Regions from separate parts of the Mus musculus genome. Here all the other regions are linked to region 1. The links are chromatin contacts, called in public ChIA-PET, Hi-C, Micro-C and promoter capture Hi-C maps. All regions are on one chromosome and are shown on one strand. Each heading gives the region's core, a stretch centred on a gene start, on an enhancer-like site or on the middle of the called end of the contact. The rest is flanking DNA. Distances are from core to core; before and after follow the strand shown.

The links. A called contact is a pair of places that touch in the nucleus more often than the background predicts. ChIA-PET counts read pairs in DNA pulled down with a chosen protein or histone mark. Capture Hi-C pulls out chosen DNA fragments and counts their contacts.
Region 2: a contact with region 1 is called in an RNA polymerase II ChIA-PET map of effector CD8 T cells, with 16 read pairs. The contact joins the promoter of Podnl1 here to the promoter of Lyl1 in region 1. A contact is called at or near these places in 2 of 39 promoter capture datasets (cranial neural crest and second pharyngeal arch cranial neural crest), 1 of 115 datasets of contacts at active chromatin or transcription factors (effector CD8 T cells) and 2 of 9 other capture datasets (adipose tissue and pancreatic islet).
Region 3: a promoter capture Hi-C map of adipose tissue shows a contact between it and region 1. The contact joins the promoter of Asf1b here to the promoter of Lyl1 in region 1. A contact is called at or near these places in 1 of 39 promoter capture datasets (cranial neural crest) and 1 of 9 other capture datasets (adipose tissue).
Region 4: a contact with region 1 is called in a Hi-C map of B cells, with 8 read pairs. The contact joins the enhancer-like site here to the promoter of Lyl1 in region 1. A contact is called at or near these places in 1 of 39 promoter capture datasets (pre-B cells), 1 of 484 Hi-C or Micro-C datasets (B cells), 1 of 115 datasets of contacts at active chromatin or transcription factors (large pre-B cells) and 2 of 9 other capture datasets (adipose tissue and liver).
Region 5: a Micro-C map of embryonic stem cells shows a contact between it and region 1, with 2.1 times the contacts expected there. The contact joins the promoter of 1700067K01Rik here to the promoter of Lyl1 in region 1. A contact is called at or near these places in 2 of 484 Hi-C or Micro-C datasets (the G1E-ER4 cell line and embryonic stem cells), 3 of 115 datasets of contacts at active chromatin or transcription factors (the SCID.adh cell line, bone marrow-derived macrophages and pancreatic cancer cells) and 3 of 9 other capture datasets (adipose tissue, liver and pancreatic islet).

What each region holds. Positions count from the first base shown.
Region 1 is chr8:84,699,953-84,704,694 of GRCm38.p6, forward strand. Lyl1 (lymphoblastomic leukemia 1) reads left to right here and starts at 1,505. Exons shown (of 4, transcript NM_008535.2): 1 at 1,505-2,035; 2 at 2,688-3,043; 3 at 3,135-3,226; 4 at 3,943-4,742. The coding sequence starts at 2,712. The coding sequence ends at 4,355.
Region 2 is chr8:84,123,432-84,128,295 of GRCm38.p6, forward strand. Podnl1 (podocan-like 1) reads left to right here and starts at 2,558. Exons shown (of 10, transcript NM_001013384.2): 1 at 2,558-2,670; 2 at 2,775-2,996; 3 at 3,797-3,890; 4 at 4,167-4,231; 5 at 4,354-4,463. The coding sequence starts at 2,668.
Region 3 is chr8:83,953,559-83,958,712 of GRCm38.p6, forward strand. Asf1b (anti-silencing function 1B histone chaperone) reads left to right here and starts at 2,136. Exons shown (of 4, transcript NM_024184.2): 1 at 2,136-2,379. The coding sequence starts at 2,271. Gm10644 (predicted gene 10644) reads right to left here and starts at 1,775. Exons shown (of 5, transcript NR_169070.1): 1 at 1,545-1,775.
Region 4 is chr8:83,745,167-83,749,702 of GRCm38.p6, forward strand. Gm46046 (predicted gene, 46046) reads left to right here. Exons shown (of 2, transcript NR_168527.1): 2 at 311-479. Among named protein-coding and RNA genes, the nearest start is that of Adgre5, 6.1 kb to the left of the region's middle. Within about 2 kb of position 2,930, at least 217 of the 459 cell types and tissues checked have an H3K27ac peak or open chromatin away from gene starts, as enhancers often do. A contact at or near this core is called in B cells, adipose tissue, liver and 1 more, where this site is marked.
Region 5 is chr8:83,999,575-84,004,682 of GRCm38.p6, forward strand. 1700067K01Rik (RIKEN cDNA 1700067K01 gene) reads left to right here and starts at 1,889. Exons shown (of 6, transcript NM_183097.3): 1 at 1,889-2,331; 2 at 3,287-3,428; 3 at 3,542-3,642; 4 at 3,722-3,907; 5 at 4,351-4,485; 6 at 4,877-5,108. The coding sequence starts at 2,003. The coding sequence ends at 5,051. It overlaps Samd1 (sterile alpha motif domain containing 1), which reads left to right. Exons shown (of 5, transcript NM_001081415.2): 4 at 1-53; 5 at 143-841. The coding sequence ends at 301.

The sequences.
Region 1 (4,742 bases), core at 255-2,754:
CTGCCTCCCCTCTTCCAGCTATCCAGGCATTTCCTCCACTTCCCCAGTGCTCGCAAATCCCACTGCAGTCTCAATCCTATTGCCTGGTTTCTTGGGCTCAGCTGTCTGCAGTTGGTGTAGTGGCGGAAGCCAAACCGGAACCAGGCATTCTGTGCATCCGCTCCAGACCAGGTGCTTCCTGTCCTGCTTGCTCCTCAATAGGAGTATGCTCTCAGAACACAGGCGGCTGCTGAGACACCCAATGAAGAGACGTTCTCTCCCCTCCCCCTAGAGTAGAGGATTATTAATGTTAGGGGAGAGTCCTGGGGCAGAATCTCTCCCAGCACATGCACCCATCACCATCAGTCAGAAAGTGAAGCCCACTGTAGCAAGCTGTGCTAGAGGAGTCACTAGGGTGGGTAACTGGGTCTTTGGCTTAAGCACTTTGATGAGTCTGCATGGCCACTGAGCCCCTCTCTGGGTGTGCCCACAATTAACCAGATACAGGGGACAAGCCTCCTGGAGTGCCTGGGATTCAGCTCATCTTGGAAGTCCCCCTCCCCTTTTTGGGAGGAGGCAGAGTCTCTACATAGACCCGACTACTGAAACTCAATATTTAGACCAGGCTAGCCTTGAACTCAAGAGATTCAACTGTTGGGATCAACATGCCTGGCCCTTTTGGAGCTTACAGCTGGGGTCCCAGGATTTTTGTAACTTTTATACGGATTTTTTTTCTTTGACTTTTTCCTGCATGCATGTATGTGCACCATGTGCAAGTCTGGTGCCCTCAGAGTTAAGATGTCACATTTCTTAGAACTGGGGCTAGGGGGGGGCTGGCGAGATGGCTCAGTGGTTAAGAATGCCGGTTGCTCTTCCGAAGGTCCAGAGTTCAAATCCCAGCAACCACATGGTGGCCCACAACCATCTGTAACAAAATCTGATGCCCTCTTCTGGAGTGTCTGAAGACAGTGTACTTACATATAATAAATCTTAAAAAAAAAAAAAAAAGAACTGGGGTTAGTTATGGTTGTGAGCCATAACAAAGTGTGAGCCCTTTACAAAACCAACATGTGCTGTTAGCCACGAAGCCATCTCTCCAGTCTCTAGGTTTCCAGAATTCAGAAGATCACTCCAGAATACCTGGCAGTGAGGGATACCACCTAGTTGTGGTATGGCTGAGTAGCATCTTGGGGAACTTGGGAGCAACTTCTGGGAAACTCAGATATGGCTTTGACACTCATCTCACCCGCCTGGGCTTGGAAATACGTTAGCAGTGCCACAGGTTCGGGACACCTGCACCTCGGTGTCAGGACACGGCAAGGCCACATTACCAGAATTGTCTCCTTCCGGAGCCCTATTCCTGGGTGTGTGTGTGGGGGGGGGGGGTGCAGTCCACAGGGGGATCTGTAAAAAAAGAGGAACTAGGCTGAGGCTCATGGGTCATGGGGCCTCAGAGGACCGGAAAGGGGCCCCTTCCACCCCCATCAGCATAGGGGGTGGGGTTCAAAGCTAGACCAACCTCAGAGGACATCAGAGGCAGCCTTGCCACCTTTCCCCTTTGCACACGTTTGGCGCTGGGCTCCTGAGGGTTGGGGGGTCTTCCAGTGCTGTGGGAGCAGCAAACCCCGAAGGGTGACTAGCCGGGGTGGATCAGGAGGTGCGCGCTCCGTGATCCCTGCCCGCTGGTTTCCTCCGGGGTCAGCATTGCTTCTTATCAGCCGCGGCCAGGCAGCCAGACCCTTATCTGCACAGGCCCAGCATCCTCTGGCCTCTGCGCCAGCGGGTAAGAGGGAGGAAGCCAGGCTGTCGGGGGCGGGGGAAAGGGCGGGTCGGTCCAGGAGCAGCTCACTTTCTCTTGGAGGTACCCACCACGACGCCTCCGAAGCTACTCAGGCCCTCCGGAGCCCGGGAGGTGGCGCAGCCCAGCTCTGAGGCCCAACGGGAGGGATTACCTGGAGCACACCGGCCGAACTGGACAGTGGAAACTGTCTCCTGACCTGGACTGACAAACCTGACCACACAGCCGGGTTCTCCAAGCTGTGGAAACTGCTACAGGGTAAGAAAGACGCTTTAAACATTAAGGAGTGTCTGTGCCTGTATTCGGTGTTTGTTACTTCATTTATTTATTCATTCACTGGAAGTGAGGAGGCACTGAAATGTCCTCAGTTGGGGAAAACAGGGCAGCAATGTGGGAAGTCACACACTGGCAGGATACCCCAGACCTTAGAGCCCAGCAAACGTGGTAAGTAGGGTGCTGATGGGGTTGGGGGCCAGTAAGAGGAACTTTCAGCAAGGGTAGAGGCCCCTGGAATAGCCATGGAGAGGTGGCAGAGGGTGACTCTTGGAGACTTAGGAGGTCTTAGAGTTAGTCCGGAGATTCCTATCTTATTCCCAGCTGCAGGTAGGAGAGATTCTGAAAGATGGGAACTAGTTCAGAGACTGAAGATGCCCATTACAAACAATTCATAGGGTCAACGCTGCCTAGTATCTGATAGACACCCCCTCTTGTGGAGGAGGCTCCCCTCTTGTGGAGGAGGCCCTCCTTTTAGGTCCTAGCAGTTTCTAGGACCACTTTTCTACCTTTGATTATTGAACCCCCAATCCCTTTCTCGCCTAAGGGTGCTCTTACATTGAAAAGCTCAGGTTAAACAGGTGGGAGAAAGATGGTCTTTGGCCTTCCTTCCCCTTAACTTCACTCTCTCCCACAGGTTAGCATTCTATCCGTGGGGTCCATGTGCCCGCCCCAGGCCAGAGCAGAGGTGGGTTCCGCCATGACTGAGAAAACTGAGATGGTATGTGCCTCCAGCCCAGCACCTGCCCCTCCCTCTAAGCCGGCCTCACCTGGGCCCCTTTCTACAGAGGAGGTGGACCACCGAAACACGTGCACTCCCTGGTTGCCTCCCGGCGTGCCAGTGATAAACCTGGGACACACCAGGCCCATAGGGGCAGCCATGCCCACCACAGAGCTCAGTGCCTTTCGGCCCTCCTTGCTGCAGCTAACTGCCTTGGGAAGAGCTCCACCTACCCTGGCTGTACATTACCACCCTCACCCCTTCCTCAACAGGTCAGTGGGCAGCTCGGACTATGGGCAGTGCTTAGGTTTGGGGGCCAGGGTCTTTGCCTACAAAGTGTTCATGACCCACAACCCCTTACAGTGTCTACATTGGGCCAGCAGGACCCTTCAGCATCTTCCCTAACAGCCGGCTGAAGCGCAGACCAAGCCATAGTGAGCTGGACTTGGCTGACGGTGAGTTTGTGTCTCGGTGTGTACTTGTGGGGTGCCTGCAGCTCATGTCTGATTGGCCTGTACTCTGCCACAGGAAGAAGTATTTTGGGAAGTTCACATACACCCCAACACAGGACAACTCACACAAGTGATAGCTAATGCAAGACTACAGTACGGAGCCTAGCTTGGGGGATTACCCTGTAATCCAGACTGACACAGGAGAACCAGTTCAGAAGCCAACCTGGGCTATGTGAGTCCCCAACAAGCAAGCATTATAACCAGAGACATGGCCACAATAGGATATGGCAGCCACAAGATGACACTCCCCAACCCTTGAGAACACAGTCATGAGAGACAACCTTGGGTTAGGATCACACAGAGCTATGAGACCACAGTCAACCTCAGAACCCCAGCCACACATACAACAGCCACAACCACATCGCATGATCCCACACAACCACAGCCATCAGATAGGTCACCAGTCACCCTCAGGCCCACAGCCGGCAAGAACAGGACCTTTGAGAACCCAGAAATACACTTGCTAGGAATGAAACCACAGCATGGACCTCTCAAGGGATCACATCGCTGTCATCAAGGCTTAATCAGACTCAGCAGTTCCGATGTCTACACAGCCCACAGTCTGGGTTCAAGCCCCACGTGGGTGCTAGTGGTGTTCAGTGAGGACAGCAGTGGGCGCCCTCTGTCCTCTACGCTGATGCTATCCCTTGGGTCCTCAGGGCACCAACCCCAGAAGGTGGCTCGGCGAGTGTTCACCAACAGCCGTGAGCGCTGGCGGCAGCAGCACGTTAACGGCGCCTTCGCAGAGCTCAGGAAGCTGCTGCCCACCCACCCGCCCGACCGGAAGCTGAGCAAGAACGAGGTGCTGCGCCTGGCCATGAAGTATATAGGCTTCCTGGTGCGGCTGCTGCGAGACCAAACGGCTGTGCTGACCTCCGGCCCCAGCGCTCCCGGGTCCCGCAAGCCACCTGCGCGCAGGGGCGTGGAGGGCAGCGCACGCTTCGGGGCCGGGCACAGAGTAGAGGCTGCACGCTCACAGCCCGTGCTTCCTGGGGACTGTGATGGCGACCCCAATGGGTCAGTGAGACCCATCAAGTTGGAGCAGACGTCCCTGAGTCCTGAGGTGCGGTGACCCAAGGCAGAGGCGCCTCACCTGCTGTTCAGTGAACTCCCTGTAAAAGGATCTCAGGTCGCCCAGATGAGGAAACGCCCTGTAGCTCTGGAAGGGTGACCGGCGACGCCAGGGATCCCCAGACTTTTAAGAAAAATCTCCCACAGGCTACTTGCAGTGGCTTTGCCAGTGTCCTCTTGCCAGGGCCGAGGCCAGAGAATCGACAAGGCCAAGTAGCCATGGGATCCCAGAGGTCCTGAGGGAGGTAGGGAAGGGTCTGGAAGCCTCCGCGCTTCTCATCGGCGCCCCCTGCTGGAGGCGGGAAGACCCTAGACAAGTGTGTGGGAGGACCTACCCCATGAAGCCCAACTGGTTGCGCTTGATCCATGATCCTGTTAACCGCGACAA
Region 2 (4,864 bases), core at 1,308-3,807, 580 kb before region 1:
TCTAGTTTCTTTTCTGTCTTGGTGAAAACGCTGACCAAAGCAACTGAAGGTAGAATAAGGTTCATTTCATGGCTGCTCATAATTTGCTGCTGAGGGAAGTTGGGGCAGGAGCTCAAGCAGAGGCTTTCTCGGGAGCTGGCGAGGAAGGCTGCCCGCTGTCCTGCTGTCTGACTGGTGCCTGCTGTCTGACTAGTGCCTGCTGTCTGACTGGTGCCTGCTGTCTGACTGATACCTGCTGTCTGACTGGTGCCTGCTGTCTGACTGGTACCTGCTGTCTGACTGGTACCTGCTGTCTGACTGGTGCCTGCTGTCTGACTGGTGCCTGCTGTCTGACTGACTGGTGCCTGCTGTCTGACTGGTGCCTGCTGTCTGACTGGTGCCTGCTGTCTGACTGGTGCCTGCTGTCTGACTGGTGCCTGCTGTCTGACTGACTGGTGCCTGCTGTCTGTCTGACTGGTGCCTGCTGTCTGACTGGTGCCTGCTGTCTGACTGGTGCCTGCTGTCTGACTGGTGCCTGCTGTCTGACTGGTGCCTGCTGTCTGACTGGTGCCTGCTGTCTGCTGGTGCCTGCTGTCTGACTGGTGCCTGCTGTCTGACTGGTGCCTGCTGTCTGACTGGTGCCTGCTGTCTGACTGACTGGTGCCTGCTGTCTGTCTGACTGGTGCCTGCTGTCTGTCTGACTGGTGCCTGCTGTCTGACTGGTGCCTGCTGTCTGACTGGTGCCTGCTGTCTGACTGGTGCCTGCTGTCTGACTGGTGCCTGCTGTCTGACTGGTGCCTGCTGTCTGACTGACTGGTGCCTGCTGTCTGTCTGACTGGTGCCTGCTGTCTGACTGGTGCCTGCTGTCTGACTGGTGCCTGCTGTCTGACTGGTGCCTGCTGTCTGACTGGTGCCTGCTGTCTGCTGGTGCCTGCTGTCTGACTGGTGCCTGCTGTCTGACTGGTGCCTGCTGTCTGACTGGTGCCTGCTGTCTGACTGGTGCCTGCTGTCTGACTGGTGCCTGCTGTCTGCTGGTGCCTGCTGTCTGACTGGTGCCTGCTGTCTGACTGGTGCCTGCTGTCTGACTGGTGCCTGCTGTCTGACTGACTGGTGCCTGCTGTCTGTCTGACTGGTGCCTGCTGTCTGACTGGTGCCTGCTGTCTGACTGGTGCCTGCTGTCTGACTGGTGCCTGCTGTCTGACTGGTGCCTGCTGTCTGACTGGTGCCTGCTGTCTGACTGGTGCCTGCTGTCTGACTGACTGGTGCCTGCTGTCTGTCTGACTGGTGCCTGCTGTCTGACTGGTGCCTGCTGTCTGACTGGTGCCTGCTGTCTGACTGGTGCCTGCTGTCTGACTGGTGCCTGCTGTCTGCTGGTGCCTGCTGTCTGACTGGTGCCTGCTGTCTGACTGGTGCCTGCTGTCTGACTGGTGCCTGCTGTCTGACTGACTGGTGCCTGCTGTCTGTCTGACTGGTGCCTGCTGTCTGACTGGTGCCTGCTGTCTGACTGGTGCCTGCTGTCTGACTGGTGCCTGCTGTCTGACTGGTGCCTGCTGTCTGACTGGTGCCTGCTGTCTGACTGGTGCCTGCTGTCTGACTGGTGCCTGCTGTCTGACTGGTGCCTGCTGTCTGACTGGTGCCTGCTGTCTGACTGATGCCTGCTGTCTGACTGGTGCCTGTTGTCTGACTGGCTTCCGCTCCAGCTTGGCTGTCTTTCCTGTAGGCCAGGGCTACCTGCCTGAATCCCAGGATCCCCAATTCCATAAGCGCTGGGAACTGAACTCATGTCCTTTGGGAGAGCAGCCAGTGCTCTGAACCACTGAACCACCTCTCCCACCCTAGGTGTTTGAGTTGACAGACCTTGAGGAAGAGGCCTCTTTCATGTACATTTGACACGTCGCTTGTTTTTTAGACAGGCTCTTACGCAGCTAGTACTGGCTTCGTCGGTATCTTCCTGCCTCAGTCTCCCTAAGCCCTGAGATTGCAGGTCTGTGCCTACAACATGCTGTCCTCTCAGTTGCATTAGCTTACTGAACTCTACAAGGTTCCTGGAAGGTGAGACAACCATGACCAGTTGCGGAAAAGGAAGCTGAGGCAAATAGCCCAGGGTCAGACAGGCAGGCCAGCACCCAGCTCTCACGGACACCCACCAGCCTCTGCCTCCCTTACATTAATTTCCTTCCAAGAGCCATGACTATCTGGGGAGTGGGCAGTGGCTGCCAGCCAGGCATGAGAACAGAAGCCTAATCCTCCCTTGAGCCCTTCTGGCTGGCTTCATCTCCTTGGGGACTCTCTAACGCCTGCCCCATCCACTGGCACCCCATTCCTGTCTGTGGTCAGACCAAATACCAGATAGGGTGATTCTCAGCTTTTCCTCAAGTATTCGTCATGGCTGTGGCTCGGCTCAGGCTGGCTGAGGTTATGAAAGTGGAGCTGGGGTGATTGGAGCAGGCAGGGAATGAGGGATGGGCTAGATGAGCCCTCGGCCTGCCCTCTTCAGGGAGGGGAAAGGGACAGTCATCTTCTCAGGCCCCGCGGGGTGTGTGTGTGTGTGTGTGTGTGTGTGTGTGTGTGTATGTGTGTGTGTGTGCGCGCTCTGTGCTGAGAGATGGAGGGCAATTGTAGTCACAGCAGACACTGGAGGACGTGAGTGCTGGACAGAAGCTGGGGAGAGGCACAGCAGGGCTGACTATGGTGAGTTAGGCAGGGAGGGTCTGAAGGCAGGTCTGCCCATCCCCTGCCTGGTTCTGCCCACTGGTCCTCACCAGGTGGCTTTCTGGCCCCTTGCTTTCCTCCAGAGGCCTCAAGAGCTGCTATTGCTGCTCCTGATGCTAAAGTGGTCGTTAGCACACACGGAGGACCCTGCCTTCCCACACTTGGGTGACAGCTCACAGCCCCTCCCGAGGCCCTGTCCTTGGCGCTGCTCCTGTCCCCGAGATGACACGGTGGACTGTGCTGGTCTGGACCTGAGGATATTTCCAGACAATATCACCAGAGCTGCTAGGCACCTCTCCTTGCAGGTAAGGGCTGGGGATCTGAGAGGGAGGCATAGGGCAGGGTTCATGTGGGAGGTCCACATGGCAGAGCTGAACCTGCCCTTGCTCTGGTTCCGCTAAGCCAGGCCAATGTCAGAGGTAGAAGCATCGTGTGTCCCGAGAGTGGAGTTTGGGGTCAGAATCTTAGGACTTACGTTGTTTTGGTCAAAACACTGAGTTCAGCTGCATGGTTGTGGCATTCGCCTTTAATCCCAGCGCTGGGGATGCAGAGGAAGGCAGATAGATCTCTGTGAGTTCAAGGCCAGCCTGGTCTACAGACTTACAGCCAGGGCTACAAAATTAGTCAATAGTTGTGATGTTGGAGGTCACAGGAGTATTTTGGAATGGTTTTGGGCAAAAGGGTGTTGGGGGCTGAGATCAGAGTCTGTTGTAGTGGCCCCAGTACTAAGGACACAAGTAGGAGGCCATCCTTCACTGCAGAGTGAGGCCCTCTGTTGGGGGATGGGGTGTTGGGGAAGGCTAGAGGAGTGTCAGAGACCAGGTTCAAAATCAGCAGCCCATGTGGCTTCAGGCCCAGGGTAACCGTGTGGTTTGCTGGGTGGTGCAGTAAAGAGCTTAGTGCCTCACAAGCCTCAAGGTTGTTTGGGGTCACGGAATGGGATGTCTTCTTTTCTCCTCCTCTTCCTGTTCTCTCTGGAGATATTAGAGATGAACCCAGGGCCTGCCTTGTGGATGCTAAGCAAGTGTTCTGCCACTGGGCTGCACCTCCAGGTTGAGTTGAGGAGCAAGAGACAGGCCTTGGTGTGACTGTCTTTATTCCACAGAACAACCAGCTTCGGGAGCTCCCCTACAACGAGCTGTCCCGCCTCAGCGGCTTGCGCACCCTGGACCTGCATAGCAACCTCATCACCTCTGAGGGTGAGGGCCTCAAGCTGGGAACAACCAGGTCCCAACCCCTCTCCACATCCGCTGTTTGCCAGTTGTGGCCAGCTCTTGGGGGTTTCCACAACTGCTGAGTACGGTGGAATTTCGAGGGTTGGGGGATGGTGGTGGCTGTGGCTTTTGAGTAAGGACAGGATGTGGTGGTTTGGTTGGGGGGGGGGAGCCTAGGAATTTATGCTAGTCCCTAGCCTTCAGAGTGGGATTGCTAGAATGCTGGTCCCCTCATCCACTGCCCACTGTGCTCCCACCCAGGCCTGCCTGATGAGGCCTTTGAGTCCCTCAACCAGCTAGAGAACTTCTATGTGGCCCACAACAAGGTGAGCCTGTATCCCTGAGAGGTCACAGCCTGGCTGGGGTCACCTGGCGAGCGCAACCTGGGGGTGGGGGTTGGGGAGGCAGGAAACCGGGCACCAGGACCAGACTGCTGTTACCCTTGCAGCTTTCTGTAGCGCCCCAGTTCCTGCCACGCTCCCTGCGTGTCGCCGATCTGGCTGCCAATGAAGTGGTGGAGATCTTTCCTCTCACCTTTGGGGAGAAGCCTGCACTCCGGTAGCCTTAGCCCTTGTTCCGCCCCCAGCCTTTGATTCCGGGATTCTGCTCCCAGGCCTGTCCCGGGGATCCTGTACACAGCCCTGCCAAAGGAGAACCACAGCGCAGCCTGGTTTTGGAGGGTCTGAGGCATAGTTGTGCAGTGGGGGGGTGGGGGGGGGGTGGGGAGAGTAAGAAAAGGCTGGCTCTGTTCTGGGGATCCTGAGGCTTGCCCTGTACTGGGAGGAGGGCAGGGTCAGAGAGGGTTCAGATCAGTTTTGGAGGGTCCAAGGCATTAGCTCAGTCTGGGAGGGGGGTGTTATGTCCCTAAAATGGGATCAGAGGGGCTTCATCTGCGTGGGGAGTTTATAGTTATGGCTGTGTACTGGGGTGGAGGTGGGGGGAGGAACCTGAGTGGTGAG
Region 3 (5,154 bases), core at 886-3,385, 750 kb before region 1:
GACAAGGCTGGTCTCAAACTCACAGAGATCTGCCTGCCTCTTAATTGCTGAATAATTGTTCCAGCATTAAAATAAAAATCCTTAAATAATAAGGATATATATTCTTTTTTTTTTTTTTTTTTTTTTGGTTTTTCGAGACAGGGTTTCTCTGTATAGCCTTGGCTGTCCTGGAACTCACTTTGTAGACCAGGCTGGCCTCGAACTCAGAAATCTGCCTGCCTCTGCCTCCCGAGTGCTGGGATTAAAGGCGTGCACCACCACGCCCAGCTAAGAATATATATTCTTAAATATTATATACTTAAACAATATGAGTGCAGATGCTTACAGAGACCAGAGGACGGTATCAGATCCTTTGAAGCTAGAGCGGGTTGGAAGTCAGGTCCTCTGCAAGAGCAGTATACTCTTAAAGCACTGAACCACTTCTCTAGCCCTCAAATTCCTCATCTCACAAGAATGGCCTTGAACTCCTAACCTGCCTCCTAAGTGCTGAAATTACTGGCTTACATTTTCTTTTTTTTTTTAATATTTATTTATTTATTATATGTAAGTACACTGTAGCTGTCTTCAGACACACCAGAAGAGGGAGTCAGATCTTGTTACAGATGGTTGTAAGCCACCATGTGGTTGCTGGGATTTGAACTCAGGACCTTCAGAAGAGCAGTCGGGTGCTCTTACCTGCTGAGCCATCTCACCAGCCCCTTACATTTTCAACTATAAATTTTGTGAAATATAAAAGGTCAGATACCTCTTTCAAATAAAAGTGGACAGTCCCATGCTAGGTTACAGACCTGTTTGAAATGTGAAACACATACAGGATCCCAAAGACTTCTCAATGAGTAAAAAGGTGCAGGATAGCTCATTGGTGTTTTTAGAATGGTCATATTTGAAATGATTATTTTTGTCCTATTTAGTTAAGTGTCTATTAAAAATCATATTCATTGCTTCTTGGCCTTTTTGCATTGGCCAAGTATGAAAACTAATTTACTTACTTCCCCAAACTCACTGTGTAGATCAGGCTGGCCCACAGAAGTCTGCCTACCTCTGAGTCCTGAGATTAATGGCACGCATCTACCTTTCCATTTTGTTTTAACCTTTAAAAGATGTGATTGGTAAAGGTTGTGTAAGAAGCTATGACAGGGTATAAAGAACCAGAAAGTAAGGAGAAAAGGTAAGTTTCACAGACAGCGGCAGTTAACTGGTTTGGTTTTGGATCAGGGTTTCTCTGTGTAGCCCTGGCTGTCCTAGAACTTGCTCTGCAGACCAGGCTGGCCTCGAACTCACAGGTCCACCTGCCTCTGCCTCCCGTGTGCTGGGATAAAAAGCGTGCGTCACCGAGCCCGGGCTGAAAGACAGAGTGCAGAGGCAGGATTCAAACCCTGGTCTGTCCACGAACCAGAACTCCCTTCGGACTGAGACTCGATCCTGTATCCCCTCTCATCGCTACGCCATCTTGTCTCAGGGGTGATCTAAACCTTCTCGACAGTCTCCTCGACCATGATTTTCAAAGGTAGGAACCCCTCAGGGTAGTCCCCAGAAACGCTCACCTGCTGACAGCCGCCTAAACCGCCCAGGCCACTCTCTCCTCCTTAAAGCTTTTCACTGTGAGGGTGTGCGATTTCCACAGCTCTCCAGCCCGGCGTTCCTCACGCCCACCATAATAGCCAATCACGTCTCAGAAACCCGCTTACGGCCACGCCCACGATCGATACTCAATCACTGCGAGTGCGAGTGCCGTCTTCTCAGCGCGTTTTAGTGAGAGTCGCGCGCCACCGTTCGGCCGTTGGTGGCGCTGCTCTCTGTGAGGTGCGTCTACCGGAAAAGCGGAACGAGGGGCGGGGGATGCCGGTGCGGTAACCCTTGGGATTGGACAAGAGAAGTTCCGCGCTCTAACTCCGCCCACCCCGGAGCGAGCTATTCCAGTCGGAGACTCCAGGGATTGGTTCCCGATAGACCTTTACGAAGCTAAGAGATTAACGTTCCGCCTCCTGGGGCCCGTGAAGAGGGAGCTTCTCTGATTGGTCTGAGGGTCCAGGCGCGCGCCTGAAGACGCCTCGAGATTGGCTGATGGCTCGCGCCGTCATCGGTCCTTAGCGGCGATTGGCTGGAAGGCGGAGCCGGCTATTTGAAGGGAGCGCGCTGAGCGGAGGAGCGCTTCAGAGGGAAGAGTTGGGAGACGCAGGGAGGTTTCCGTCCTGTCGTCCCCCCCTTCTTCTCTGTCGCAAGTCACTGTGAAGAAGTCTCCACAGCAGCTGCGGCTCCCGGGCGCGGTGATGGCCAAGGTGTCGGTGCTGAATGTGGCTGTGCTGGAGAACCCGAGCCCTTTCCACAGCCCCTTCCGGTTCGAGATCAGCTTCGAATGCAGTGAGGCCCTGTCTGACGGTGAGGCCGGGCCTGAGCCGGGGACCCCAGACCCTCCTGCCCTCGGGGTTTCGCCACCCCCAATCTCCCGGGGCCAACTAGATCTCCCATTAGATACGCCTCCATGGCCCAGCTCCGGTCTCTCGGTGGAGCCGGCTCTGTCCAGTGTACATTGTCTGGTGGAGGCCTCGTCACCCTTCGTCTTGCACCGCTTGTCCTTGTACGCTTTCCCTGGAGACCCGCAGCCACGCCTTTTCCCTATGGCTAGACCCCGCGTTGATGCCCTTCCTCCTAAGAAACCATCCACGTGTCCTATGGAATCCCAACCTCCAGTCCCGTCCCCCCCCCTTTTCCTTGTGGGTATCTTTTCCTACAAAGCAGCCAGACTCTTCTGTTGCCCTGTCCGCCCATGTCAAGACCTTCTTCACCCCATGGCTCCCAAAAACCCCCTCCCCAGACAACTCCAGATTTGTCCCCCACAACTCCTGCTTGCCAACCGTAACAACATGGTGTTGCCTATAAGCCTTCTTCCTTTAGGTTAGTCCCAGATCCTATGTCTGAGCTCCCTCTGAGGAGAGATGGGGGCTTCTGACTCCAGGCTTTGTAGGTAACTTGGTCTCCCCAGCTCCTGGTCTGGGTGAATGTCCTGAGGTGAGGGGTGCCACAGCCAGGCAGGCCTCTTCCAGTTTCTGAGATTTCTACTAGCTGCCAGCTAACTCAGTGCAAGGAACCCCTCATCCCTTTTGATGGGCTGACCTTGTCTGGGGAGTGGGTGGACTGACCAAACAGGGATGGGATCCAACTTCCATCAACTGGGAGGCCACGGGCTTTTGTGGATCTTTCACAGAATGACTTAATTCATCTGTGGGACATAAAGGTGGACATGGCTCTCATCACACAGATGAGAGAACAAGAGCCATAAAGAGCAAAAGACTTTCAAATAAATCCATGAACATGTAAACTGTGAAGTCACTTTGGATTCTCAGCTCCCCAGCAAAAGGCAAGTCCTGTTTTCAGAGGACCTGCTTTCAACACTCCACGAGACCATTTCTCTACTGAGTGTTGAAAGGATGTAGCAGCTGAGGAGGTGGAGCTCTGAGAGCCTAGGCTGTGGCAACTAGTGCCTCTTGGTGGCTGTTGGTGGTATTCAGTTAAGGCCAGCCACTCCTGTTCACTTGGAGCTGCTATGTGTGTGCTTGGGGTGGGTCAGTGGCTCAGCCTCTCCCTAGTTTCTTACCCCTTAAGTTTAAATGAATCTACTTATGACTAACTATAGAATAAGCTGGGTTAAATCCTTACTGGAACAAGGCAGGGTGTAAATAAATAAATAAAAGGTAGAGTAACAGTGTGGAATACGATTTATTTGGAAGCCAAGAGGAGATATAAGGAGCTGATAGATTAAGGGATTCACAGTTCCCAGATGCTGAGAGATCAGGTTTCAATCAGTCTGTTTGTGCTCCTTGCATTTAAAAATGGTTGCATGGTCATTGCCTAGTATTACTTTTATTCCTTATTTATAGAACCAGAACAGCGAGGCTAGAGTCAGCCTGTTGGTCATGTTTTAATAGGAGCAGGGTGATTTTTCCAAGTCAGCCAGATAGTAGTAGAAGCATTATCATTGAAGTTTGTCTCTGAGTTCTGAGTCCAGATTGTTTTTATTTATTTATTTTTTTTTTTAGTTTAATTTGTGGGTGTGGGCCAGAGAAACTGCAAGTGGTCTTTCTCAATTGCTGTCCACCTTTTTTTGTTTTGTTTTGTTTTGTTTTTTGTTTTTTGTTTTTTCCAGACAGGGTTTCTCTGTATAGTCTTGGCTGTCCTGGGACTCACTTTGTAGACCAGGCTGGCCTCGAACTCAGAAATCCGCCTGTCTCTGCCTCCCAAGTGCTGGGATTAAAGGTGTGCGCCACCACTGCCTGGCCACCTTTTTATTTTTATTTTATTTTATTTTTTGTGTGTATGTTTTGTCTACATGTATTTATGCCACCACTTGAGTGCCTGATAGCCACATAGTTCAGAAGGAGTTGGGTATTCTAGAACTTGAGTTACAGGCTTGTGAGTCTCCATGGAGGTGTTAGGAATCTTACCTGGCCTCTAGAAGAGCAGCCAATGCTCTTAACCATGGGCTGTCTCTCTAGCCTTGTCCTACTTAAAAGACAGTGTCTCTGTAAAGCCTGGAGCTACAATACTGGTAGTCTGGCTGTCTAGTAAGCCAGGGATCCACCATCTTATTCTCTTCAGTAATGGGGTTTTCTTTCCTTTTCTTTTTGTTCTTTGAAACAGGGTCTCACTATATAGTTCTGGCTGATCTAGAACTTACTCTGTAGACTAGGAGGGCCTTGAAGTCAAAGATCTGCTTGTCTCTGCCTCCCCAGTGCTGGGATTCAAAGTGTACACCTCCACATGTGACCTCATTCCTTTCTTTTTTATTTTTGTGTCTATGTTGGCGGTGGCATATGCATGGGAGCCCCTGGAAGGCAGAGACAACTGATCCTCTATAGCTGATTTGAGATTCCCGACATGGGTGTTGGGAGTCAAACCTGGATCTTAAAGGTCAATACTGGATTCTAGCCTTGAACTATCTCTCCAGTACCCTGAATTCAGGTTCTTTTTTTTTTTTTTTTTTTTTTTTTTTTTTTAAAGGTTTATTTATTTATTATATGTAAGTACATTGTAGCTGTCTTCAGACACTCCAGAAGAGGGTGTCAGATCTTGTTACAGGTGGTTGTGAGCCACCATGTGGTTGCTGGGATTTGAACTCCGGACCTTCGGAAGAGCAGTCGGGTGCTCTTACCCACT
Region 4 (4,536 bases), core at 1,680-4,179, 950 kb before region 1:
CCGCGGTTAAGAGCACTTGCTGCTCTTCCAGAAGACCTGGGTTTGCTTCCCAGCACCCACATGGTGGCTCACAAATATCTGTGACTCCTGTTCCAGGGGACCCAATACCTTCTTCTGACCTCCCTAGGCACCAGGCAGGCATGTGGTGCACAGACATATACACAGGCCAACACACATATACATAAAATAAAGATAAAACTTTAAAAACAAAACAGGAAAAAAAATCTGATTTCTGTAGTGAGAATTCTGGAATTTGGTTTCTTTAAAAACACAGGAATATTGTAAGAGTATACTTTTGTTTTAATCCCAGGGGTGAGATGCAGGGCTGCTTCTGACTGTCCACAGCAGCTGACTATGCACACCTGAGGCACCACACGACCTGACTGGCCTGGAACTCACTGCGTAGATCGGGCTGGCCTTAAACTCACTGAGATTTGTCTTTCTCCTGCCTGCTGAAATTAAAGTTGTGCGTCACCCTGCTTGGTGAGTCTTTAATCACATTACTGATGTTGTCACAGGTCTTACAGAGGTTATCTGGCACTTACTGGGTACCTGGCTTGTGTTCTGTTGGTGGTGTGCGTTTTCTCGGCACTAGGGAAGACTTTCAGGCTCTGAAGCATGCCTGCAAATGCTCACCACTGACCCCGGTCCCTAGCCCCTGGGAGGGTCTGCTCTCAGGGTGTTACACAGGTGAATAACTCCAAAGGCCCTCTGCTCTTTGGTTTAGGCTTGAATATCAATGAAGCTTCCACGCCTTAGTTAGGACTGTCTACCCAGGTCTCCCTGGCTTGAACCAGCAGTTCTCCCTGGCTACTTGCTTTTTTCATTTTCTTTTTCCTATGCAGCATGCATGTATGCGTGCGCTCACACTTGTGCATGTGTGCGAGCCTGCCTGTTCATGCTGGTGTGGATGCCTTGTGGCTGCCTCAAACACTTTTTATATTATTTTCTGAGACAGGGTCTCTCCCTGGTTCTGAAACTCACCCACTGGGTTAGACATCAAGCCCTGAGATCTGCCGAACTCTGCTTCTCTCCCAGAACCGGGCATCTTCTCTTTTCTCCACAGTACTATCATCTGTCCACCATAAAGTCTATCGGGTTATGTTGTTCTTATGTCTGACCCCTCTCAGCTGTCAGTCCTCAGGCAGGATTTTTGTCATCTCTTTCTTTAAAGTTGGAATCTGGCCTTGTAGCCCAAGCTGGTCTTGAACCCGTGATAATTTGTGTCAGCCTCTAGAGTGCAGGATTACAGATATTCTACCATATTTGGCACATTCTTTTTTAAAAATGTATTTATTTTATTTTATGTATATGAGTGCTCTATCTACGTGTGCACCTGCATGCCAGAAGAGGGCATCAAATCCCAGTATGGATGGTTATGAGTCCCCAAGTGGTTGCTGGGAATTGAACTCGGGACCTCATACATTTTTTTAAGTGTTATGTGTATGGGTGTTTGCATATATGTATATGCACCACTGTGTGTCTGATGGCCACAGAGGCCACTTGGAACTGGAGTTACAGAAGATTGTGAGCCACCCCCACAAAGGTGCTGGGAATGGAAGCCAGAAGAGTAGCCGAGCCATCTCGCCAGCTCCTATCTTTTTCTTAACTCCTAATAAAATCTTATTTTAATTAATTTCTTTTGTGTTTACTTGTGTGTGTCCCTGTGTGAGCATATGCATGTCTATGCAGGTGCCCAAGGGGACCAGAAGAGAGTGCTGGGTCCCTGGTGAATGCTGGGGTTTGAACTCATGTCCTCTGCAAGAGCAACCAAGAGAACTATAGTTTGCTTGTTTTATTTTTGGAAACAGGGTTCTGTGTAAGAATGGCTGTCCTAAAGCTGGGCGTGGTGGCGCACGCCTTTAGTCCCAGCACTCGGGAGGCAGAGGCAGGCAGATTTCTGAGTTCGAGGCCAGCCTGATCTACAAAGTGAGTTCCAGGACAGCCAGGGCTATACAGAGAAACCCTGTCTCGAGGAAAACAAAAACAAAAACAAAAAAAGATTGGCTGTCCTAGAACTTATTCTGTAAACCATACTGGCCTCAATTCAGAGATCTGCCACCTCTGCCTCCTGCGTGTTGGAATTAAAGTCGTAAGCTCCAGCAGCCAGTGCTGAGCCATACAGTCTCCTTTTCATATTATAATTATTACAACTGTTATAGTTCCTGATAGCTACTGTACATCTCACTTTTTCCTGAACTGTTGGAGACGGAACCCAAAATCCAGGTTTTTTTGTTTTGTTTTGTTGTTGTTGTTGTTGTTTTCTGACTAGACCGACAGACATTGCTATTTCTTTGTAGGCTTTCATAGCGATTCAACTCTGGAACATATTCATCCTCCCAGTAGCTCCAGGAGGCAGGCGGTATTCTTTCCACTTGACAGATAGGGGAACTGAGGCACGCAAGAGTTTAATGACTAGTTTGGTGGCACAAAGCACTCCGATCTACCCGATATGAGGGACTAGGCAAAGTTCTGCCCTTTTGGGGGAAGTGATATTTCTTTGGGCCTTAATGTCGCCATCTGTGAGTGGAGCTCATTGGGAACGTGAGGGAGTGACCCTGTTGCACCGGCATCGCTGTGACCGCAAAGACCAGCAGCTGCCTTTGAGGTATGGCGAGCAGGCTGGGACCTTGATACCTCACCAGAGCAGGTCCAACAAAACAGCACATGTACAAGCCTGGGCAGGGCAGGGGTCGATAGGATCCCGGGCGGAGGGACCATAACAGGATGCCACCGACTGGAGACAATGGCAGAGGAAGGGGCCGGGCAGCTCCGCGCGGATGAGCGAGCCCTGGGCTCCAGCAGGGCGGCCGCGCAATTGTGAGCATGGACAGCTGTCACAGAGCCAGGAAGCCCCACAGGAGAGGGAAGAGGGCGGGAAGCATGCTCTTCCTCCTACAGTCCCCAGCACCCGGGGTTCCCCCAAGTCTGGCGCCTCACAGCTGCAGACTCCTCCTAGCCGCAGCAGTCTCCTCCTCACCCTGTCTAATGAATCCCAGTCTGCCTGCGTGTGTCGGCAGTCAACGCAGCAACTGTATTTATAGTCATTGACAGTGCTGCGACAATGCCTAAATATAGAAGTTAGGCTATTTGGAGCCCCGGGCCTTTAGTAGAGTGAAGGGAAACACACCTGCCACCTGAGTTATCATTGTCCCTAAGGTCACCCGGCCTGACAGTCCCCTGGGGCTGGAGCCCTGGGGACTCATCCCTGGGGAAGTAGGAGAGGTTGGCGAGGGATGTGTGTAGCAGCAGAGTAAAAAGCCGGGGTGGTGGGGGAGGCCTGTTTCCCACTCAGAACTTGGGAGGCTCAGGTAGGAAGATCCTGAGTTCAAGGATAGCCAGGCTATGTAAGGAGAGTCTATGGGGGAGGGGGGAAGGGGGGCAGAGGAGGGAGGAATGAAGGGGAGGGCATAGGAGGGGCAGGAAAGGGGTAAGCTGCAGTCAAAGTCACTTCCACATATATGGAAAGGCACTTGGGGTGATAACGCTGGGAGAGACAATCTAGTTTTGGGGGAGTGCCCCCTTTAGGACTCTGGGTCTCATACCCACCTCCTTCCACCAACATGGGAAAAGGGACATGACTTAAATGTTCTCTTCTTCTAAGAAATGAAGCTGCAGGGGCATCCCCGAACCCCAAACAAGCCTAGCACCTAGCAACACACTTCCCCTTTCTCATGGGCCTCTTAGCTCACTGGTGGCAACAGCTGGGGACCCGGGCAGGAGTGGGGGTTGGGGTTATAAATAGACCAAATATAAGCAGCTGCTGCCACACAGTTCCACAGGAAGCCCTGCAGAGAAGGCTCTTCACAGCCAGCTGCACCCCATCCAGAGACCATTGATCACCAAGATTTGGGGCAGGGTGGGAGAATTCAAGGCTGAGGGCTTCCTTCCCCTCTTCCTTCTGTTCTGGGCTCACATGGAACCCGGAGCCTCACTTGGGCTGAGTGGCTAAGTGTAGGTAGCAGCCTTGGCTCTGTGAGTGACTGTTGATCACTGTGAGCACAGTTGTGATTGTGACTTTAACCCTGCCTCAGCAGTACTGTGTAAAGTACTTTGGAATGTTATATAGTTGTGGAAAAGGGAAGACGGCAAGATGGCTGGGTCTCCATGATGTATTCCTTTTATGTACTTTAAAAGCTGAGGGGCTAATTCCAGAGGCTGTGGGTTGTATCTACATCACCGCAGACAGGGAACAAGAACCAGGAGGAGTGAAGTGCACCTAAAATCCCCTTTCTAGGGGAGCTTAAGGCAGGATTAAAAACTTGAGGTCATTTTTCTCTTCTCTTTTCCTCCGCCATCATGTGCACGCATTACGCCTGATTTGGCTTCTCGCCACGTCTTCTCACAAGACTTTCAGAATCAAGCGATTCCTGGCCAAAGAACAAAAGCCAAAGCATCCTGTTCCTTGGTGGATCCGGATGAAAACTGGTAACAAAGTCAGGTTCAACTCTAAGAGAAGACCCTGGAGGAGAACGAAGCTGGGTCTGTAAGGCTTCACACAACAGCAAGACTGAGGGCTTATACCGAGTAGTGGTC
Region 5 (5,108 bases), core at 639-3,138, 700 kb before region 1:
AATACTTCACTGAGGCGGGCTTCCCAGAGCAGGCCACTGCTTTTCAAGAGCAGGTGAGTTCCCAGCCTGGGCCTACAGGTGTGTGTACGCACAGAGGGCCTCACGGGTGTTCACTGACCCTGCCCGTTTCTGTCCTGCCCAGGAAATTGATGGCAAGTCTTTGTTGCTCATGCAACGGACAGATGTGCTCACTGGCCTATCCATTCGCCTGGGCCCAGCCCTGAAGATCTACGAGCACCACATCAAGGTGCTTCAGCAAGGCCACTTTGAGGATGATGATCCTGATGGCCTTCTAGGCTGAGCACCCAGCCATGTCCCCACCCCAACCAGTCCAGACTGCACCCAGGGCGGCTCCATAGTCCAGGAGCTGGGCATGGGTACACTCAACCTTCCTAACAGACTCCAGGGAGGGGGTGCCCTTCTCCATTCTCCCCCTTTTCTCACACCCCTGACCTTAGTTCACCCCTCTCCACAGCAGTGGAGTATGGGGTTGGAGGACTTGGTTGGCTCATTTACCTGGGGTCACCCTTTCTCCCCAGACCAGGACATTTTTGAAAAACAAAAAAACGGGAGCTTCCTGTGGCCCCAAACCCCTCTTCAGTTCAGCCAGATGTATCTTATATGTGTTTTGTTCTGCCTATTCATCCTGGTGGTGGTTTTTTCCTCGTCCCACCACCCCCGTGTCCTCCCCCTTGACCCCCAGCCTCTGGGGAACAGGTGAGGTAAGGGACCTTGGGTCCTCTTGTCCTTCCCTTTCTGTCTGTCTACTATTGTACCACCTGGCTGTATTGCTTTTTAATATTGCACCGAAGGTTTTTTAAATAAAACTTTAAAAAAAAAAGTTCATTTTCTGTATGGAGGAAGAAGGTGCTAAAAGCCTCCTTGAAGAGTTTAACATTAAGACAGTAATGTGGTGAGGCAGAATAGCTACGGCTTCCCTCAGCCCACTACTCAATGGGCTCACCAAGTATACAGATAGAACGTCTCGGTTCTATCTCCACCACCACAAAAAGAGACGGTTTTTGTGGCTGGGCTTGGTGGCACACCTGTTATCTTCACACTTCAGAGAGGGAAGTCGGATCAGGAGTTCGAGACTAGACTTACCTACATAGTTAAAAGGCAGCTTGGGCTACAGGCACTCAGTCCTGTCTCAACAATGACAAAATCAGTCTAGGACTGGAATAGTTCCTTTGTCTTCTGCCATCTCATTCCAGAACCACCTGCTCAAGTGTTTGTTGAGTGACTAACAGTTAACTGCACACTTGCTGAGCGTTTTGTTGTCACCTCTGTAGTTTGGTGAAGCAGACGTCATAAAACTCATTTTATAGACAGGGCAGCTGGCTTGACAAAGTCAAATTGAGGGTCACACAGGACAGTGTGACACCTGTTGCTGCGTACTTCCAGCCTTGTAATATATTTGGCTTCCTAGCCTGTACTTAAATACCAGTCAGTCTTTGCACGTAGCAAGGAATCCAACCTACAAGTGTTCTGGGACCAGTGCGGGCATACTGGAACTAAAAAGACGATGGGATAAGATCACCCATCTGAGGATTTTTATTGTATAAGTAACCGCTGTATCACTAGGCCTTAGGAAGGTCAAAAGCAGATCCCAGCTCCATCAGTTAAGAGATCTTGGGGTCACCTGCTGGGGTGTAGCCTAGGCCTCTGGGTAACCGTCACAACCCCCATCCAGTCCAGTCAATTGCCTGGGAAGAGAAAAGGCGCCTAGCTGCGCACCGCAAACACGAGGCAGGTCTGGGGCTCCGCCCTTGGCAGCACCCCGCGCGCCAGGTGCCCGCCGAGCTCCGTGCGCAGTGCAGGCCCAGGCTGCGCGCCCTCCGCGTGCTGAAATTCAAAAGAGGCGAAAGCCCCGCGGGGCGGCGCCGGCAGAGACGTCGAGGCCGGGCTGAGTGCGGCTGCGCTCACTGCCCAAGCCGGTCGGCCCCAGGTGTGTGCGCTCCCGGGACGCCGCAGGAGCTGGAGGAGCCTACTGTGGACGCGGATGGCTGCCGAACCCTGGTTCACGGGGTCGCTGGCCCTAGGCCCCGGAGAAGCACCGCCTTCGGAGGAACTGGGACCCGGGCCGCCGCCCTATGGAGACCCTTCGTGGTCGCCCGCCGGGAGACCCGAGACTTCAGCGGAGCAGGAGCCCCAGCGGGCACAGCCCATGATGGAAGCTCCAGCCTCCACGTCCTCCCGGGAGCCACTGGCAGCGGAGCTCGGGCCGGCCCCTGCTCGCCTCCCGCTGGACTCTATGTTCAGCCCCATCACTGACCAGCTCCGTTACCTGCTCAGGAAGGCGGATGACTTTCAAAGCTACTTGCTCTACAGGTGACCCTGCACAAAGGCCGAGGTCCCAGGAACAGGAGGACAGGCTGTGCAGCCCACAAAGGCCAAAAACTGAACTCAGGGCCCAGAGATACAGTATACGAGTCTAGCTAATTAGGAATACATTTTACTAGTGCACCAAGGGCTGTGAAGAATTGAGAGGCAGAAGCAGGCAATGTATAGGCCTTTAGGGTAGCAAAATATTTTTTCTTTTTTTCTCTAGAACTTTGATTTTGGTTGGTTGGTTGGTTGATTGGGCCCATATTTTTCTTCTTGAGAGAAGGTCTCATTCCGTTCTGGTTGGTGAGCCTCCTTCCTCATCTTCCCTACCAAATTTGAAACGCTCTCTTAGCTTTTTAAAACCCTGTTTAATTCAGGTAACCAGGTTCCATCTGCATCAACTCTAGTCAGAGAACTTCTGGTATGAGAGGCCACCCTCCACTCCCAAGGAAAAATGCAGTGTCCTGACAAGTGGAAAGGGCTGGGATGTCTTCGGGAGGCTTTCTGAGCGAGCTTCGCTCTACAGTTTTGAGAGAACTTGGTTGTATATACCCCCAAACACACTGGGGGTGGAACTCAGGCAAGCATTCTGTCTGCCACAGAGTTGTGCTCCCTGCCCAGGTGCCCACACTTTAACAAATGTTTCAAAGGACAGATGCAGGTGGTTCTGAAAGACAACGGAGAAAGACTTGGCATTTGGGGGGGGGGTCTTTCTCTTGGGGAAGCTTTTCCTATGCTGAGCTCCAGCCTCTCACACCTACTTCAGCTCCCAGCCCCCCTTTTTAAAAAATGTTTAATTTGGGGGTATTGGAACCCAGGACTCTGGCGCATGCTATGCACATGCTCACAGCACTGAGAAAATTTCATCAGGGTTCAGCCCGGGATACAGGTGGAGGAGGGGCACCTAGAGATGAAAGGGGAGAGATGCCACATGAAGGCCCCTTTCTCCCTTCAGCAGGGACCGAGTACAGAAGGAACAGCTAGCCAAGGCCATGCCCACCTTCTTAACAATGTGTGAACCATACTTCTTATACCTTGAGGCTGCAGCAAGGAGTGTCCCTCCCATCTATGGAGCCCTGCAGGAGTTGGTCCGGAAGGGGGTGTGTATAGTAGCTCTCTTTCCAGGCCCCTTTCACCTTTAGACTCTGCCTAGGGGTAAGAGGGTTGCTTCTGGCTGACTGCCTGAGGTCATGAAGTCCCACCTTCCATGCAGTTGCTGGAGATCTCCCAGCAGCTAACACTGCGCTTGGAACAGTTAGTTCTCATGTATGCCTCCTTTGGGTTCGTGGACCTGGAGGAAACCAACCCTTTGAGGTAAGTGGGCAGGAAACGGGGCTGTGGGGGGATGGGGTCCAGGGCCCAGCTTGCTGTCCATCCTCCTATCTCCCGCTAGCATCTCCTGCTTTTTCTGCGGGAGGTTCTCCATCAGCCCCTCCCACGACGTGTCCATCTTCCGATACTGCACACCAGCTGCCTATACTGCCAGTCACTTCCCAAGATACCTCTATAAGAAGATGCGCTGGAACCTGGAAACCACCACAGAGGCCAGCAGCCAAGGAGCAGACTCCCATGTGGATTAGTGAGTCCCCTTGTCAAAATCAAAGTCCTCTCCTTCCTATACCGATTGCCAACCTGAGCCTGCCTATACACCACCACCAAAGAGTGAAAAGCAAGACAAAACTGAACGCCTTCTGCAGTGCTAGGGTAAAACCCAGGGCCTTGTGTATGATTGATCAGCACTGAGCAACACTTTGAACCTTGGTTTTCTTAACTCCACCTTCCCGTTAAAATAAAAGTCCTCTTCTTAGCCAGGGCTATACAGAGAAACCCTGTCTCAAAAAAAAAAAAAGTCCTCCTCTTCAGATTAGGCCACTAGGGAGGAAAGTCCTGAGTACTGAGTCACATTCCTACCTGAGAACTTGAGGCAACTTCTGATTTGAACTTGAACCTCACCCCCAGAAGTAAAGCCTTCAGCAGAAAAAAACTAAAGTACTGCTTTTCCTTCTGATCTCTTCCTCTCAGCTACTTCTTGTGTTATCGAGATACATGGGAGGATGCAGGCCAGGGACCAGCCAATTCCTGCCCCCAGATCCAGAAACTCTGGTCCATTGGCCGATGGATGCCCCTAGGACCAGCAGAGGATGATCTTGACTCGTGGTAGGATCCCAGTCATGGTGATGCGGGCTTAAGTTCGAGGGAGGGCAAGACACCCTCACCAAAGGTTGGAACTCAAGTGACAAAGTTTCCACTGTTAATAGGGAACACATTTTACTGTGCTCTGAAGGGTGCTTTATGCAGACTAAACAACAATCCAAAGAGATGTGGATTTTCACAAAGAAAGCATGTTTTCAGAGCAGATAAGTCATTCTCTCAGGGAGACAACAGCCAGAAAAGTGTTTAGTAGCCTCAAGTCCAGTGCTTCAACTCCAGAGTTTGTCAACAGAGGAAATTCTTTCCCTTAGGGTATCCCCCACCCCTAGTTGAAACAAAGACCCTCCCAGCTGAGGGGCAGAGGGGCTCAGGTCCAGAGTTGTTTCTATGCCCCCAGGATTTTGTGCCCACAGCCACCCGGGGACTACCAGCAGCTACTAACCATCGGCTTCGAGGAGCCGTCGCATGTGCTGGCCACCGACCTGCTGGTGCAGATCCTCCTGGGCCAGGCAGGCCCCGCCCGGCCCCCCAGCGCTGCCGGGCCCGCGGCTTGGGCAGCCCCGGCATCCTGAGTCCCAGGAGAAGGCGCCAGCTCGAGCCTGACAACCCCAAACTCCAGGCAGGAAGAG